Linked DNA regions of Zea mays: all the other regions are linked to region 1. A link is a contact called in public Hi-C data. All regions are on one chromosome and are shown on one strand. The core of a region is the stretch at or near the end of the contact, and the rest is flanking DNA. Distances in the headings are between cores, read along the strand shown. Region 1 holds the start of LOC103633373 (small nuclear ribonucleoprotein Sm D3-like). Region 2 holds the start of LOC542012 (translocon of outer membrane of chloroplast35). Region 3 holds the start of LOC100285677 (zinc finger protein 7).

What was found. A called contact is a pair of places that touch in the nucleus more often than the background predicts.
Region 2: a Hi-C map of leaf shows a contact between it and region 1, with 4 times the contacts expected there. The contact joins the promoter of LOC542012 here to the promoter of LOC103633373 in region 1. A contact is called at or near these places in 2 of 25 Hi-C or Micro-C datasets (leaf and tassel).
Region 3: a contact with region 1 is called in a Hi-C map of ear, with 2.0 times the contacts expected there. The contact joins the promoter of LOC100285677 here to the promoter of LOC103633373 in region 1. A contact is called at or near these places in 5 of 25 Hi-C or Micro-C datasets (ear, endosperm, leaf and 1 more).

What each region holds. Positions count from the first base shown.
Region 1 is chr1:32,297,647-32,300,918 of Zm-B73-REFERENCE-NAM-5.0, reverse strand. It overlaps LOC103633373 (small nuclear ribonucleoprotein Sm D3-like), which reads right to left and starts at 1,821. Exons shown (of 5, transcript NM_001301604.2): 1 at 1,408-1,821; 2 at 1,256-1,308; 3 at 1,089-1,155; 4 at 937-993. The coding sequence starts at 1,566. LOC100191929 reads left to right here and starts at 1,737. Exons shown (of 6, transcript NR_183654.1): 1 at 1,737-2,214; 2 at 2,312-2,394.
Region 2 is chr1:32,168,880-32,171,981 of Zm-B73-REFERENCE-NAM-5.0, reverse strand. It overlaps LOC542012 (translocon of outer membrane of chloroplast35), which reads left to right and starts at 1,333. Exons shown (of 8, transcript NM_001111659.2): 1 at 1,333-1,463; 2 at 1,566-1,688; 3 at 3,088-3,102. The coding sequence starts at 1,590.
Region 3 is chr1:32,122,272-32,125,478 of Zm-B73-REFERENCE-NAM-5.0, reverse strand. LOC100285677 (zinc finger protein 7) reads left to right here and starts at 1,594. Exons shown (of 2, transcript NM_001314061.1): 1 at 1,594-1,755.

The DNA.
Region 1 (3,272 bases), core at 572-3,071:
TGGAAGCAATTGGCGGCTGGTGTGGGAGGTGGGAGGAGAAACCCTAAACCTAATCCTTTGATACCATGTAGAATAGTGTAATGGATGATGTATTGATAATAGATGGGATACAATATATATAGACTCAACCCTAACCCTAATGGGCTGGCAGCCCAACAGTGGTGTCGGCCCAAACACAGTCTAACACTAACAATTATATTAAAGAGGGTCGATGGAAACCCTAGAGGCAGCAATTTGCAACCCTATATAGTCATTTTAGGTTTCCATTAGTTATGGCCTCACGGGCAAAAGAAGATAAAATCAAATTATAGAAGGTGGACCAATAGAAGTGAATATGTTTTAGTGGTTTGTAATGTATATCATGTACTCATATCTGAGCCAATCATATACAGCCAAACCAAAGGCAACGGGAAAAACAATGATTGAGGTAGAGCGAGGAAAAAAAGGAGATCCAAAGTAACAGTGTTTTGATGAAGAGCACATAACTGATGGAGAGGTTCTAGCTATCATACTGATGAGAAAACAAAAAAAACAACTCCCCAATATTTTGTGATATCCAATTATCCATTAAACTAGAATTCAATAACAGAACTGATGGAGATGTTCTAGCTATCCATGAGCAGATTTGCAGCATTATTCATCTTTGACATGTTTGATAGCGTACGAAAAAATACCCCATAAATTCATAATTTTAACTGATATGAGTGAGATTATTCTATGCAGTCAACCAACAAAAGTGTTGTGGTGCCTTTGGAAAGAGTTAATGCACAGTTAACTTTATTATTTCACAAGGGCACATACTCATTGCATTTTCTTTTGCAAATTACACAAACAGGTTAGTCATTATAGTGAAAACTATGTAATGAAATAAAGATACACTGGTGAAACAATCAAAGCGAAAAGTGTCACAACTCAAAACAATGGAAAGCAACATACCCGAGCACGCATTGCAACAGCACGTCCACGACCAACTCCAATAGCTGATCCTTTGCCCTACATTCGACAAAACAAGAAAATTATATACCATCTCACCATTAGTTTTCTCACAACAAGACACTAAGAGGTACAGGGAATCATCAGTAACAAACCCTAATCCTCGCTTCCAAGCGCTTGAACATGGGAGCGTTCTTGAGCATATCAGGTATAATCATAAATCTGTAACATAACAGCAGCAAAACCCACACACAGAAAAAAAAATTAGGCCGCCGTAACTCAACAACATTGCATGACGAAACAAATCTAGTTTTTCGATTACCTCACTCTGCTTCCTCTGATGAAGACGTGCTCCAGCTGCGAAACCTTCCCATCCTGCAGATTAACCAACAGAAAGGAAGAAAATATTCAGGGAACCATAATCCATGAGAATATAGCTCAGATCCGAAGGTAGCGCGGGCAGGGAGAGCATACCTTGGCAGTGAAGGTTATGTTCTCGAGCTGGCAATTCCAGTTATCCTCGCACTCGACCAATGACCCCCGGTACACTTCGCCGGTCTTGAGCTCCACCGTCACCACGTGACCCGCTGCCTCATGGAGCAACTTCACCGGGATCCCCAGGCTCCGGCTCATCTTCCCCTTTCCGTCTCTCTCGCTGGCTTTCTTTTCCCTCTTTTCGCCGCTAAAACCCCAGCTCGTGGAAACAGGGGGAGGCGGCACGAGAAGAAGCGAGGCGGACCAAGGGCGAACGGGAAAGAAAGGAGAGAGGAAGGCCTTAACGGGCCGTTTGTGAGGATACCAGCCCAAATTTGAGAGGAGGGGAGCCTGGTCCAAGTCGCCGCGAAAACGACCTCATCGAATCGCTTGGCGATGAGGCAAATCGCCGAGAGCCCGAGACGAATAAACCGATGCGACGCGTCTTCAATCCACCTGTCCGTGATCCGCTCACCTAGAACCTACTAGAAGGCGAACCAACCCGCACATTCACTTCTCTTCCCATCCGTACGAACTCGCAGATCAGAGAGACCGAGGCGCCCGCGGTTCTGCTTTCCTTCCTTGCCCCGTTCACGAGAGAATTTTCTGGAGTCTTCGACTCGAGCAGGGTTCCGATGGCGCTGCAATGGATGATCCTGGCGTGCGTGGTGGCGGTGGAAGCTGCGGTGGCTGCGCTGGTCACGCTCCCGGTGCCCCGCGCTGTGCGGGGCCAGATCGTCGCGCTCACGTCCTTGTTCCTGCAGCCCCTGTCCAGTGTGATACCCTTCGCCGCCTTCCAGATCCTCGGTGCGAGCATCGCCTCTTCCGTGAGACCCCGACCTAGGTTGGCTTGCGACCCCGTTTCGGGCTGACTGGTTCGTTCTTTTTTCTGATGTGGGTGCAGATCTCTACTGGAAGAAGGAGCACAGACTGATGTGCACCTCGGAGATTTGCACCGCCGAAGAGCGCATTCGCTTCGAGAAATCTGTGAGTGATTGATTCCCTTCCATGTTTAGATTTGTGTGGTGCTTCTAGGTTTCTGCTTTTCCTGCTTAGCTTTGTAAATCTGAAATATGTAGTGATTGTTTTCCCCTTAAGGGCCAGTTGTTTAGTTGGTGTTCTACTTCCTAATTAGATGGAAAAGCGTGAACTGGCCAGATAAGATCGTATTAAAATTTTGTAAAGTTTTATTGATGCTCTCATCTTCAATTTGATTTCAATACACCTGTTTAGTAAGATGATTACTTTCGAAACTTTAAATGGCTCTGGAAAGAAGCAAAGTTTTACTTTTGAGTAGATAAGTTAGAGAACCAGAAATTAGGAACAGTACAAGACGCAGAAGCAAAATTTGGAATATGGGTAGCCATGTTTTTTAGGCTATGTGATCTCCTATAGGCTATAGCACAGGAGGTATAACCTGGACACCTAGGAGCCCTAGGTGATGCCTAGGTCAATGTCATAACTAAGACCCTGTGGCTTCATGTGACACTTGGGGCTTGTTTGGGAACAAGGATACTAGAGGGGATTGGAGGGGCTAAAATCCCCTTGCTTTTCAAATCTGAATAGCAAGAAAATTTTAGCACCTCCAATCCCTTCCGGTATTCTTGCTCCCAAACAAGCCCCTGCGGTATGTCTCAACGCCTAAGCAACGACTCAAAACCCATGTGGGTAACAGAGGTAACAAACATATTCTAGTATTGGTCATATAACCTGTCAACTTTTATTCTATGGCCACTATGCAAGTGACAGGCTCAAAGCATGATGGTCTAACATATCATAGATTGGAAGATGTTTTGTCTATCAGCTACATTTTAGAGGAACTTGATGTTTTCTCATTTGTTGCACCCATCTTGTTAGATGGAATA
Region 2 (3,102 bases), core at 84-2,583, 130 kb after region 1:
AGTATTTCATAAACTTAGCTTTCATTTGAACAACGATAACACTTAGATTAGTATCATGTTCATGTTCGTGCAGATGGCTAGCAAATTCAAGTATGTGATGGATTACCAAAGGACCGGTGGGGTAATAAACACCAGACATGACAACGTTTGATTCATAAAACAACTCAAGGAACTCCAAAATCTTTTCATCTACATACCAATGTTGTTCATTCATTAGAGGATAACCACAATTTGTATTTATGAACACAAAAAATACAAACTTATATGGCAAGAGATGCTTTAGTATAAGATATGTTGAGTTCCATCTAACATCCATGTTCAAACCAAAATTACGAGATCTACAACCTTTTGCTTTGCAGTAATTACTAAATGAACCAATTCTCTGGTTTGTAGATTTTAAGAAATTAATAGCAATTCTAAACACAACTAAATAATCCTTAAGCCTTTTTCAAGCCACATATCACAATCAAGTTAATTATGTGACAGGCACAACACTGATGGACAACATTATAAATTTTGTTACTAGGATCTATTGGATCAATACCAGCACCCAAGTACCCAGCAAGCATAGGTGATAATATAAGCAAAAGTAACAGAGAACACTTTATCAATCATGTCAAAGCATTGAATCATAGAAGCAATGCGTTCAACAATGTTAACACCATTATGGGATACTTGGATCAATTTAAAACCTATCACAAACTTCTTTAGTTCCCAACCAGCATTAACAAAATTAGCAAAAACAGTAATGTAGTCTTCATTAGCATTACCAGACCATATATCCATATATCAGAAGTCAAGCAAATAGAAGACACACCAGGAAAAACAATTTCTTTTAAGTTCTTTAATTTTTCATTGTGTAGCTTAACCAAGTCTCTAGCAGTTGTAAACCTAGGTAATCTAATATATCTAAACTCAACTTGAGATTCAGAGAGTCTCCTCCCCTCCCTCGGTTGTTCAGCCACGTATCACCTCGTCGATGCTTTGTCTGTAACAATTACATAAAAATGAATACCAATATCTCATAAATCATTTGCAAACATACGATCGAAACCAAACACGTCTTGACTAAAGTTTAGCTCGTATCACATCAAACATTTGAATATCAATTGAGAGTATGAAATATAGACTTAATTAAGTTTAATAAATCCGTCTCGTATTTTAGTTTTATCTGTGAAATTAATTTTATAATTATAATATATTTAATATCTATAATTATCACTTAAATATTCGATATGATAGATCTAAATTTTAACAGAGGACAAAAAAAGAGAGAAAAAGAAACAGGGACTTCCCGTCCCAAAGAGCAAAGAGGCCAAGCAAGGCCCGAGCCTCGGACCCAAACCCAAACATCCATCTCATCGATCTCCTTATCCCTTCCCGTCGCATAAACCCCCGCCGCCGTGACCTCGCAGCGACCCTGCCCTCGTTCTAGGCTTTCATTGCAGGCCTCGCGTCTCCAGGTAAGCATCTACGCTTTACCCGCCGCGCGCACACTCCGCTCCGTTCTGGCAATTTTGTTTTCTGATTTTGTGGAACGCTCGTCCCTGTGGGCTGTGGCACAGTGGCAGGGCAAGAGAAAGGAGAGGATGGCGTCGCCGATACCGCGCGAGTGGGTCGGGCTGCAGCAGTTTCCGGCGGCTACACAGACCAAGCTGCACGAACTCCTCGGCAAACTCAAGGAGGAGGTACTCCACTACGCGTTTATGCAACGTTCTATGCGTGAATCAGTTAACACCTCCGGTTTAAACTAGATGTCATCCGAGAATGTGTGCCATGGGAAGTCCATTCATTATTGTTCTTGGAATTATTTTTTCTTAACGCATGAAAATTAATGTCATCGAACTAAGTACTACAACTTCAATCTCATTACAGTCTGCTTAACTCATACTATTGTGGACCCAGAACCAGCAATGATTAAATTTGCGAGTTATGGCTCTGTAGAGTTTAGGAGCTGTCTCTGCTAGTGGCGGACGCGAGACGAGAACTCATGGAGGGCCAAAAAATCACACGAAAAAATTAAGCAAGACCATAAAAACTATTGTTGCATAGAATTCAAGTTTCATATCAATACACGTAACTTCAAAGAAAGAAACTATGTAAACAAAAGAAGCAAACATATCGCTAAGTTCTTGCTGAGTTGCTGACTGAGGCAATTGTATCCTTCTAGTTTTGAGACACTAAAATCGTTGAATATTGATCTCATCATCAATCGTCGAATAATGATCTCATCATCAATTTGTGTTCTTAATGCTGGATATGCAACTATTTCATCTAGATTAAATGCCATTCCAACACTTGATTGTTCTAAATTTTTTATTTGTGCAATAGACGAGTCGTTCACATTGGTATTGTCTTAACCATCGGTCGTGGAACCCCTTAAAAACGGTTAAAAAATATCCTCATTTATCTAAATAAAGAGGAGAAATAACCATCAACTATTTATCTAATCTCCAATTCACAATCAAAAGTGAATATTTTAATCTAATTCAAATATTGAATCTCTGGGAAAGAATGGAGTCAGGAAGGGGGCGGCGTCGAGAACGGGGGGTGTCAGGGCGGATTGGCTCGGGTGATATCGAAAAGAATAGAGCCGGACAGATAGATGTGAGGACTAGATCGAGACTTAGGATGAGAGTCAGGAGGACTAAGCGTTTGAGCCGATCCAATGAGTAAACCTAGACGTACGGGACTGTTTTGGCCCATCCAAATTTCTAGTTTTTTCTATACTTAACATTAGGTATAAGGGGTTTTAAAAATTGAGGGGGGGGCATGGCCCACTTTGCCCCCCCTTCCCGTCCGCCACTGGTCTCTGCTAGAGCTTTGTCACGCATGCTAGGTCCGCACTTAGAGTTGGCGACCTAGCTGTGCAATGTCTAAACGTTATCATGTAAACTGCTGCCTCCACAAAATTGCTTTTAATAAAGCAGGGCAGAAGATGCCTTTGGTCTACTATATTGTCCCAGATGGCAAATGAATTGGCCAGGAGGTAGTATATTAGTCAAGGATTGTCGTGTTTTTGGGTTGGTTATGCTTCTTTAAGAATTGGTGATCAATGCATGTTCTGCTTGTGTTTGTGATGTGAAGGATGTGAGCACATTA
Region 3 (3,207 bases), core at 345-2,844, 180 kb after region 1:
CTTTCGTCAAGCACATGGGTGGTTCCATCTCCTTTTCCCTCGTCTCCCTCCCCGGCGAAACAGTCACAGGACACATCATACCTGTACCACGTACTGTAGCCGGAGCAGCTCGTCATCTGCGAGGAGCATTTTTTTTTGGTGGTCTCAGAAAGAAGCATCATACATATATCCAGCGTGCGTCGCAGCAGACTGTCTGAACATTCGTCCCCGATCGAAAATGCAGATTGCTGACTGCCGAGCTCGAGAGTCGGTTTTAATACGAAAACACTAGTCACTGTTGTACAGCGTACCACTGCTACTACTACACGATTGAGGAATAAATTGCAGATCTGGCAGGGTGCAGTGCAGATCCGCAGTCGGCAACCTCGCTTTTGCAGAGCGCGCACAATGGCTGTACTGTACAAAAACCCATCTCGGCTTTTGCACCCAAAGCCCTCGGCCGGCGTACGAACTGCCCCCCGTCTTTTCTCGGCCCGTCTGTCCCCCTTCCAACCATCCAAAGGGAATGCATGGGTGGTCATCGGATCCATCCCACCACATCCATCCATCCATCAGAAACAGCAGTCAGCACTGCACGAGGCCAGCGGGCGGAGTTAACTTGCAGGCAGGCATGTTGTGCAGAGCGGCAGCACAAGGAAAACTGCAAAAGCTACCCCTCTGCACAGCACTGCCCACCCGAACTGCTTTCTTCTGACACCACCGGAAATAAAACCACGCACAACTGGTGGCTGTGCTGTGCTGCTGCTGAGCCATTGCGTGTGAGTCATGGCCATGCCACTGCTGGACGCCTGGGTGATGGGCACCACCACCACCACCACCACCATCCACAAGTAGTCAAGTACGCGCGCAGACGCAGCGGGGCGGGGTGGGTGCTGCTGTAGTTTGCACCGCATCGCAGGCATGTTACGCAAGAACAGCTGCGACGCGCAATGGGGGGGGGCACAATTCTGACAAAAATCTCATGGCGCTACCTCTGGTCCCCTACCACTCCCAACTCTCCCACAAGTCACACACATCCCTTGAATTGAATCCCTTTTCATCCCTCTCTCTTTTCAATGCTCCTATCCCTTCGCTCCCGGAAACGAAATATCTACGAGTACATTAGCATCTCAACTCAGTGCTTTTAGATGGGTGGAAGTGGAAGCACGCTTAATCCAGCAGCCCCCAGTTGTTTACTCTTTACTGCAAGCTGTGGGCACTTTCTATCGTGCCCTTTTCCTTAGATGGTGGTAGTAGTGGTGGTGGTACAAAGACAGCAAAAGGGATGGAAAAAAAAGCTCAAGCCTATGTATGTATACTTACTTGTACACACACAAACAATATCCTGGTGCATCTTTAGTGCAGTGCAGTGCAGGCACACACACACACATACAACATCCCTCTCCCTCTCCCTTTGCAGGTCTGCCTGTACTACCACCACTTGTGAGATGGAGCAGCGCGGCATCACTGTCCTACATCCATCCCTGCCCCTACCAGTAATTTACCAAACCTCTGCTGCTTTCCATAATCAAGCACCACACAGTGCCAGTGGGGGTGCCAGTGCCACTTTAACTGATGAAACACCACCCCCCCTCCTCTTCCTCACTTTGCCCCCCACCTCTCTCTCTCTCACTACGCGCAGTAGTATCTCTCTCTCCACCCTTGGGTACGCTGAGCACAAACAAGGGGCAATTGGTAAGGAGCACAAGGCCTGGGCTCTGATGGGAGTGGAGTGAGGCGCTGCACGGGATTCTCTGCTTCTGCGTGGTAGAGCAGGTAATTCTGCTTTCGCGCTGGTAACCACCGATTCTCTTGTTTTTTTTTCTTTTCTTGGCAGCCTTCCTTGAGTTCTTGCCTCACCCAGTTCATGTCATGTTCATCGTGGCCTAGCCTTCTCGACGTCTCGGTTCTCTGAATAGCTGCTTCTCTCTCTCTCTCTCTCTCTAGGCATGCTGGCTTCGACCACAAGGTACTTGCAGTAGAATTTTGGTCCCCAAGAGTTTTGAACCAAGGCCCTCCCAAAACTTTTGCTCTCGTGATTCGTCCAAACCCGAGATTGTTCCGTCGAGTTCATACACATGGAAGTGGAATTCTTACATGGAAATAAATAAAATCACTTTAGTTCGTTGGTGTCTATGCTAAAAACATGCTTGCATGTTAGTCCTGTCTAAGCCCCCATCATGTTTTTTTTGTCCTGATATTACTTTGGGCCGCCTAGTGGTGCTAGATGCAGCAGCCGACGAGTCAGGTAATATAGCATATCTTGTCCAGATATTTCTGTCTCCTTGCTATGCCTCGTGACATAAGATCATTATTAGTCTCTGCTGGTCCGGATGCTTTGCTAGTGTACCAAGCCAAAAAAAAAACAAGATAATTTTGCTGACATTATCTTCCAGCGCTATGTCTAAGAGAGCTAACTGTACTCCAACTTGTTCGAATTTTCAACCAGTAATTTCGTGGCTACATCGAATAAATTTTTGTATTATATATGCAGAAAATACCAGTGAGAGTCTTTCCTGTTACGCTGTCTGTAATCTGGCATAGTTACTCAACCTTTACAGTTTTATTACTGTGAGCTGGTGGTGGGATTATCTGGAGAACACTAAAATCTAACTCAAGGTTAGGTACTGCATTCTGAGCAGGTGAATTAGCCTAAAGTACAACATTATTTGAACTAATGTGGTTTAGATAGGAACAACAGAGCTCCCATCTTTCCTGACAACTACTGAATATGCTATTCTTGGACTTTACTACTCCTTCCGATCCAAATTACAAAATACCCCAACTTTCTTAGAGAATCAAAAAAAAATCTCAAGTTTAAACAAAAGTACATAGAGAATTGCATATATTTATGGCATCAAATAGGCATACTCTAAAAAACAATTACTGAAGAATATAATAATACTTATTTGGTACAATAAATGTTATTATTTGATTATACAAATACGGTCAGATGCTTTAGCTCTACAAGTTGGGATGACTTTTAATTTGAAACGGATGAAGCATTAGATAAGGTTCGATTTTAGAGATTCCCAGACCAGAAAAGATGGCATGCTTTTCATATGTTTGTCCTCAGACATGGAATTTGAATGTAGCATATCCAGGCCTATGAAAAGAATCAGATGCTTCTCATGATTGTTGAACAGAAAATCGACCACTCTGGAAATAGGCTAAGATTCTCCTTCCCCTCGTTTGCTCTTTACGTCATTATCTGCATCCAGTTTGCAC